Linked DNA regions of Oryctolagus cuniculus: all the other regions are linked to region 2. Evidence: chromatin contacts called from public Micro-C data. All regions are on one chromosome and are shown on one strand. The core of a region is the stretch at or near the end of the contact, and the rest is flanking DNA. Distances in the headings are between cores, read along the strand shown.

Region 1 (2,700 bases), core at 102-2,601, 380 kb before region 2:
CCAAGACTTGGGCCAGATGACCCTGAAATCCCATCTCCAGCTCCCCGAGTACCCAGACAGCAACAGGAGCAGGTATGTGAGCTTCCTCCCATGCGGTCCAACTCCACTTCCAAAGCCAGCTGAAGTCGGGACTCGCTATTCTTAACTGCGGAAGAGCCACTCACTTTGTGCACGTGAACCAGCAAGGCCGCCTTACGGGCGTCGAACCTCAGGTCAGCGTGACTAGCGGGGCCTACACAGAGGGCCTACTGGAGAAATTGGGCCTGACATCTTAGGAATAAGGGGCAAAACAAGGGATTTACTCTAACATTGTGCTACAAACAACAAACCCGTGGCACGAGGGGATGTGAAGACAAACGTCAAGTGGACCACAGCCGTTTCCGCCGCCACGGGAGGGAGCCAGCTGCCCAGGATCGGATTGGAAAGCCTTGCTCCACCAGTTTCGAACCGTGCACTTTGGCAAGTGGCGGCCCCTCCCTCGGTGTCTGTTTCCTGGGAGAAGAGTGGATAGCAAAGTGCCAACCTCAAGGGATTATTGGGGGCATTAAATGAGTTAATCCCGGTACAGCAGTTCAAACGGCACCCCGCTGCCGCTGGGAGCCGCCTGACGCTGACCTGAAGCGGGAAGGACGTGCTGGTTCCGAGCAGGGGTTTCCAGCGAGTCACCGGCGCTTGCGTGAGAGCGCGCCTTGGGGTGGCAGACCACCGCCTTGCCCCCAGGTCCCAGGGTGGAACCCAGCGCCCGGCTGCCTCGAGCCGGAGTTCTCCTGCCATCTAGTGGCCACTGGCGGGAATTGCCAAGCTCCAACGACAGGACCCCCGTCTGTGTCCTGCTCACCCAGCCTCAAACGCAGGACGCGGAGGGAAAGAAGCCAGGGGTGGAAAGGAGCACCTCCCAAATAGTCACACGGGGGTCTGTGAAATTCCACAAGGGGGGATGCAGCCTATAGTGGCTGGGAGCACATCGGTGGGTCAGGTGGAGGGAGAGGGAGAGAAGGGGCAGCGATGACCAGGAAAGGGCGAGGTTTGAAGAACGCATCAGGCTGCACTCCTCGATCGCGCATCCACCTGCATCTTAATTACATAAAAACGTCCTCACGGAATTGTCAGGAAGGGAGACGGAGGGGGGAAGGAAGGGAGGGGAGGAAGCGAGGCAGGCCGCGCTCGCCTCAGCCGCACAGCCCCGCGGCGCTGGGCTCCCGAAGTCGCGCGCGGCCCCCCGGGACCGGAGCGCACCGCCAGCGTCCCCAGGCCCGCCGCGCCGCCAGCAAAGCAGGACGCGTGCAGTTCCTCCGCTCGGACGCCAGGCGGCGGCGTGGGCCGAGAAGCGCCGGCCGCGCGGCCAGCCGGGAAGCGGCGGCAGGGGGCGGGCCCGAGCGCCGGGTCCATGCGGGCGCCCGTGCAGCGCAGCGCAGCGCGGGGTCGCCATGGCGGAGCTGCAGCAGCTCCGGCTGCAGGAGGCGGTGGACTCCATGGTGAAGAATCTGGAGAGGGAGAACATCCGTAAGATGCAGGTAGCGAGGCGCGGGCCGAGTCGGACTCCCCCATCCCGCCGCCTGGACTCCTTCCTGGACCCTTCCCTCGGCCACCGCGCGATGCCGGGCACCGCGGACCCGGTCTGGGCTGGGCGTCCTTGGGGTCGCTGTGGCGACCCCGGAAGAGAGCCCCTTCCTCGAAAACGGGCGGCGCTCGGGCTGGTCGGGTGAAATCCGTGCGCGCGGCCGTTTTTCCGCCCCGGGGAGGAGGGTGTCCGCGGGACGGAGTTGAAAGCCCGGTGTGAGGCCTGCGTCCACCCCACCCGCCTCGAGCGCGCGGTCCCTCCCTCGGGTGAGCGACCCGAGGCCGGGAAAGGGCACGGCCAAGGTGATAAACCAAAAAGGTGAAAGCTCCGGGCCCACCCAGATGGCCTGGTTGTGTGCCCTCCTCCCGCGGCCCCCTGAAAGTGTGAGGGTGTTGGGCCCGCCACCCTCACCACGTTGTCGTACCCCTGGGTCGGGGGCCGACCTCTGAACCCTGCGGCGTCGGCAGCCGGCTTTCAGAGCCTGGCTCCGTCTGACCCGTCCCAGCGTCCCCGCCACAGATGCAACAAGTGCCAGTGAGCTAGCAGTGGCTGGGAGGCCAGACGCACCCTGCCGGTCTCCAGAGATGGTTTCCCCAGGTCGAGGCTGGAAGGGCCTGCCGCCTGTCCCGAGGAGAGGGAGCACAGGTAGAGAGTAGGCCTCCTGACCTGCAAGCGCTCCTTGGTCATCCTGTCCTCCCTCCGCAGGGCCTCATGTTCCAGTGCAGTGCCGGCTGCTGCGAGGACAGCCGGGCGTCCATGCAGCAGGTGCACCAGTGCATCGAACGCTGCCACATGCCTCTGGCTCAGGCCCAGGCCTTGGTGACGAGCGAGCTGGAGAAGTTCCAGGTGAGAAACACCCCAAACGGGGGCCCTGGCCCTTGCTGTGCCCTCTCGCAGGTGATGACAAGCTTTAGCAGAGCTTAGCTGCGTTAACATTTGTGGGAGTCTAATGGCCTACCAGCCTTCACAGGGCTTAGGATTCTGGAACTTGAGTGCTGTAGGTTGAACCGTACTTTCTCATAGAGACAATGATGTAAAAGGGAGTTAGCAGAGGCATTCAGGACCCAGAGCCCTGATGCTTTTCCTTTTTTTTTTTTTCTTTCTTTCTTTTTTTTTAAGATTGATTTGAAAGAGTTAGA
Region 2 (2,700 bases), core at 158-2,657:
CTCCTCCAACCACCTCCGGAGCGGCCGGGCGCCCGACCCCGCGGCCAAGCTCCTCAGGGCCCCCGGCCCCGGCTCAGTCTGGACCCCTCCCGTCCCCGTGCACCTCTCTCTCGCCGCTCCAGATAGTCGGCCGCCTCCAGCAGCATCTGGATGTTCATCCGAACCGCCGCCGCCATTCTGCACCGGGGGCCGGAGCCACGGGACCAACCCCCACTGCCCACGGGCTCGCCGCCGCCGCCGCCGGACACCCGCGCCCCGCTATGGACCCCGCAGAGCAGGGCTGAAGGAGCCTCTCTGGCGACCACGCTCGCCGGGAGGGGGAGGGGGTCAGTGAGCTGGGCACCACCGACACCGTGACAGAACCCTGACAGAGCAGCAGCCGCCACCGCCGCGGAGTGTTTATCCCCGACTCACCATCCCCCCGCCCCCAGCCCCTTCTCTTGACAGGCCCGCTTCGGCTGCTTCCCTCATTGGACACTCCAAAGACTGCCCCGCCCCTACACTCGTGCGATTGGGGAAGGGCTTCACGGCCCCGCCCCCCAAAGTCCGCTCCTCTCGCTGGTTGGCCGCTCTTGACAAGAACCGGGCACCACCCCCTCTCTCCAATTGGTGACAGGATTCGCAACTCCGCCTCGTGCCCCTTCCTTGTTTTCCATTGGTTCTATACCGACAACCGGGCCCCCTTTTGCTTTGTTAGTATTGGCCAAGAGCTGTAAAAAGCAAGCCTCTTCGCCTGTCTCCCATTGGTGCAGCCTTCGGACACCTCCCAGCTACGATGATGTCACCTTTCTCCAGGCCCGGCGAGCCCTGAGTGGCCGACGGTCAGCAGCCCGGCTGCACATCCCCAGGTCTGGCATTGGCTGGGAGGGCCGGCCGGGAGCCGGGCGGCCCTGACTCACCGGCCGCCGCCGTGCTCGGTTCTGCCCGGCCCCGCCTCGGACCTGTTGCCTAGATCTGTCTCCGGGGAAAACTTCCGGGACCTGCCGGGCGTCCCTCGAATGGAAGGCTGGCACTTCGCGTCGCCTGGGCTCTCTGTCCTTTGGGGTTCGGGGCCGGAGCCCTGGGCCTGGTGGCCGAAGTCTGGGAGGTTCCGGGTTCCCCTAGACAGGGATCCAGCGGCCGAGGACCCTGCTGTGAATCCTGCGGAAGGAAGAGCGGCGCCGGCGGCTCAGCGGGTGGCCGGCCCGTGGGCGCCACGTGGCTGTGGGCAGGAGGGGAGAGCGCGCTGGGGCGGGCGCGCAGCGTGGCGCTCCTCTCCAGAGGCGCCTTTTCCATCCCGGGAAGCGCGTTATGAGTGGGTTTCAAAAGCTCAGGAACTCCCTGGACCTACAGATAACGCGGAAGCCCCAGGATTCTTTGACCCAAATCTCTTATAGAGTCTTTTCTCTCAATTTCAGATGAAAACGTTAAAAAGAATACTGCCTTTTCAAGACGGCTACAAAGGGTGTGGGGTGGTGCCAATATAAATGCTTAACAGAATATTACACATTAAGAACTAAAAAGCTTAAGGATCGCTCTGTAAACCCATCAAGAATTCTGAAATGAAAGCTAGCTAGAGACCCAGGTTACATTAACATACTGATATCTCCAATTTAAAAAGTGGAAATAACGCTTTTGGCAAGCTGAGGATCCCCAAAACAGAAGTGAAGCATGAATATGTTTCTTTTTGTAAAAAGGTTCTTGTCTATATGTAACAACGGCTTACTATGTAATTCGCCTCTGTCATGCGATCTGTGTTAATTATCCACATTCTGCACATGTAGAAAAGACCCAGAAGTGGAATTCCAGGTCATCCATTCACCTGCAGAGATGAGAATTACCCAGGGCCCAAGCCACCAATCCTCCCGGGGTGGTGGTACATTACACAGATTTCAAGACTGAGTCACAAAATGCCAACTAAAACACTGGATGAAAGAATGGCAAATATATAAATGTAATCAGGGTGGGGTTTTTTAAATGGATTATGAATCCATTAAAATTAGGCAACAGTAAGTAGAAAACATGTAGCAAACCATGCTTGACACATAGAAAACACGTCTTTTGGTCTTAATGGTTAATTCAGTGTAAAAGTTGTTTCTTCATGAACATATTAATTCGATAAATACATTGAAGGTGAAGGTTTTCAAGAGGCAATAAACAGTTGGAAAAGGTAATGGGGATATAAACAGTTTGACTATGTTCATAATTGTATGTTATTTATTTTTTTTAAATTAATTTTGATTTTTAAAAATTTTTGACAGGCAGAGTTAGACAGAGAGAAAGATCTTCCTTTTTCTGTTGCTTCACCCCCCAAAGGGCAGCTACAGCCGGCTTGCGGCGGCCAGCATGCTGCACCAAGCCAGGAACCAAGAGTTTCCTCCTGGTCTCCCATGCGGGTGCAGGGCCCAAGCACTTGGGCCATCCTCCACTGCCTTCCCGGGCCACAGCAGAGAGCTGGACTGGAAGAGGCGCAACTGGGATAGACTCCAGCACCCTGACAGGGACTAGAACCCGGGGTTCTGGCGCCGCAGGCAGAGGATTAGCCGATTAGCCAGGTGAGCCGCGGCGCCGGCCTGTATGTTATTTGTAAAATAAATTCGAATGCTGTAATAAAATGGCTGCAGTCTTCTAAAGTAGCCAAAGTGATAATACTAAAAATACTTCATTATATTAACATCTTGGATTTTGTATGCCTTTATTTTTCAATTTTTGCTCTGAACA
Region 3 (2,700 bases), core at 23-2,522, 330 kb before region 2:
ATCTATGCGAATAGAAAGATGAGACGGGGAGTGGCATGGAATGGGAAAAAGGCAGCAACGGCTAATTAGTAAGGGTTTCCTTTTTGGAAATTAATTGTGGTGATGGGTGAACACCTCTGTGAGTAAACTGTGAATTAAAACTTAAATGAGTATCTCAAGTAGGTGTTAAAAATACCCTTAATTATTAAAATGTGTCTTATTCATGTTCAAGAGATGAATATTTCATATCTTTGAATATAATATAATATAATATAATATAATATAATATAATATAATATAAATTGAAATATTCAAAGACTAAAGATAATTTCCAAAAATAGAAATCCAAAATGTATCACTACTTTGAAGAGGAATTTGTAAATTCCCTCTTTTCGGATGTGTAAATTCTCCTTTGTTTTGAAAATAATATTTCTTGTAACTTATAAAATGCAATGTGAAATGCACAATGAGTACACTGAACCACATTTTAGAGCCCTAAATTTTCTAGTTCCTAAAAGAGGACTGAAGCTTATGTATTTTCATTTACTTTTAAGATTATTGTGACCTGTTTGCATTCAACAACTGTTTCTTAAAATGTTTTTCAAGGTACATTGATTATACCAAAGAAATGCAAATATAAAGAAATACCCTTTACCTGGAAATATTTTTCTGGCTCTCAAAAATTTGATTTTAGCTCTAACAAGGCAAACACTTCTTAACTAAATTCTTCCTTTTAAGTAAAAAAAATTAATTGAGCTTTTTCTGCGCTTAAAAAGTAGAAACATGTATTCAACTGTATTGGGATGAAAAAAGGATAGTTTCTTGTATCGCTGAAAAGTAGAAGATCATACACTGTCAAATTTTCATTTTCTAGGAGTAAATGAATATAAAATCCATCCTGGCGTCGGAGAGAACAGCTGCTTAAATTTTCTCATAAGAGTTTCTTGTGAGCCTTTCTTCCAACAGCGCCGCTGGTGTAGTGGTATCATGCAAGATTCCCATTCTTGCGACCCGGGTTCGATTCCCGGGCGGCGCACAGATATTTTGCTCTCAATGAGTTGATTGAACAGTCATGACGAATCCTGCTGATGGAAATATTGCGGTCATTTACCTTCTCTGTAAGTTTCTATTTCATTAGAATTCACTATTAAAACCTTAGGAGCGAGACGGCAGACAAAAGTTTAGGCAAGCTCCCTTAACCCTTGCCACTGCGCAGTCCGCGGCATGCCTCAAGTCAGTGGAAGAGCGGCTGCGCAACAAGTGAACCTATGGAAGGAGGGATAGCCTTGCAGCCGGGAGGTTGAGCATGCAAAGTTACTCTGCGCCTGCGCGGCCGGGGTCACTCCGCTGGCGGCCCCAGGGCTCCCGGCTGGCCGCCATCTTGTATCGGGGCTTCATTGTTCGCGCTGGGCCAGGCGGTCGAGTGTAGTCGCCGCCACGGGAGGAGGCGGAGTAACCTCTAGTCCACGAAGAAACCCTGCTATTCCGCAGCCATAGCTGCCCAAAGGAGTTGGGAGGTAGTAAAGGGCAGGGAGCTGGACCTGGAGGCGCCGCCGCGACAGCAGCAGCCATGGAGGACGAGATGCCCAAGACTCTGTGAGTCTGGGGCAGCGATGAGGGAGGCGGGATGGTGGTCGTCCCGGAAGGAGGCCTCGGCCCCGCGCCGCTGCCCCGCCTATTGTTCTCCGTGGCCGCCGCGAGATCGCGCTTTCCGTCTCCTTAGCGCACACCTGGCTGCTTAGGACGGAGACCCGGGCTGTGAGCGGACGATGCGGAGGGCGAGGGGTCAGCCCTGCGAGTGAGCCGCTGGGTCTGAACTGCACCGCCGCGGGGCACGGCCCCTCGCCGGCTCAGACCTGGAGCAGAGACTTTTTCATTCAAACCCCTTCTTCGAACTCGGCAGACCTCCCTTTCGACTCGTTCTCTTCCTTCTCTTTTTCCCGCCCCGTCCTGTTTCTGTTTCTTGATGATTCTCTATCTTTACAGTCCTCTCTGATTTTACTTTGGTCCTCCGCCCGAAACTCTGCCTTTCACGTTCTCGTTGATAGGATCTTTTATTCTCGCGGCTGCTCGTGTTCCTTTTTAGTGAAGTAAACTTTATTCTGGCGGTTGCCAACTGGACAAAAGCCAAATCTCCGTCGTTAACCACTCGCTGGCTTTCCTTCCGTAGCACCCCCGACCAAAAAGCCGAACTGGACGCCCCAAGGATTTTGAAACTGCTTTTTTAAAAATGGACCCCCCCTCCCCGGCCCCAGGGAGTGGATTAACTCGTTTCCACCGTCGCCTGCTCCTGCTGGCATTGACATGTGGCGGAGAGAACGGGCGGTTTTTTGTGAAGCAACAGTTAATGAATAGTCAGGTCCGGGGATTTCTAGAATTAGTGTTACAGGACCTGAGTTTGGGCTATTTGTCTTATAGCCCTCCCCCTCCCCCTGCCTCTTTGTTTTTCTAAGCACTATTGGAAGAGTGATCCTGCCTTTGTTGCATTTCTCTTAAAAAAAAAAAAAAAAGCTCAGTGGGGGTTTTGGTTTGTTTAAAATACATTTTACTGTGTATATCTGAGGTCTACAGTGATATTATTGGATTCATATAGTTAAAATGTTACTGTAGAGAAACATTGCTGTGTATCATCTCATAGTTACTTTTCAGTGGGTTCTTGACTAGCTTTTTTCATTCTTCAGAAACTGCCAGTTTGAGAGCCCAATGCATTAATCATGCAAT

What was found. A called contact is a pair of places that touch in the nucleus more often than the background predicts.
Region 1: a Micro-C map of ear pinna shows a contact between it and region 2, with 9 times the contacts expected there. The contact joins the promoter of FAM136A here to the promoter of MXD1 in region 2. A contact is called at or near these places in 4 of 6 Hi-C or Micro-C datasets (ear pinna, embryonic fibroblasts, psoas muscle and 1 more).
Region 3: a contact with region 2 is called in a Micro-C map of ear pinna, with 2.3 times the contacts expected there. The contact joins the promoter of TIA1 here to the promoter of MXD1 in region 2. A contact is called at or near these places in 2 of 6 Hi-C or Micro-C datasets (ear pinna and an unstated tissue).

Annotation. Positions count from the first base shown.
Region 1 is chr2:132,383,582-132,386,281 of mOryCun1.1, forward strand. It overlaps FAM136A (family with sequence similarity 136 member A), which reads left to right and starts at 1,352. Exons shown (of 3, transcript XM_051842802.2): 1 at 1,352-1,514; 2 at 2,267-2,407. The coding sequence starts at 1,428.
Region 2 is chr2:132,765,438-132,768,137 of mOryCun1.1, forward strand. It overlaps MXD1 (MAX dimerization protein 1), which reads right to left and starts at 1,408. Exons shown (of 6, transcript XM_051842827.2): 1 at 786-1,408.
Region 3 is chr2:132,436,804-132,439,503 of mOryCun1.1, forward strand. TIA1 (TIA1 cytotoxic granule associated RNA binding protein) reads left to right here and starts at 1,273. Exons shown (of 12, transcript XM_008254288.4): 1 at 1,273-1,575. The coding sequence starts at 1,550. TRNAG-CCC (transfer RNA glycine (anticodon CCC)) reads left to right here and starts at 945; the gene lies at 945-1,015.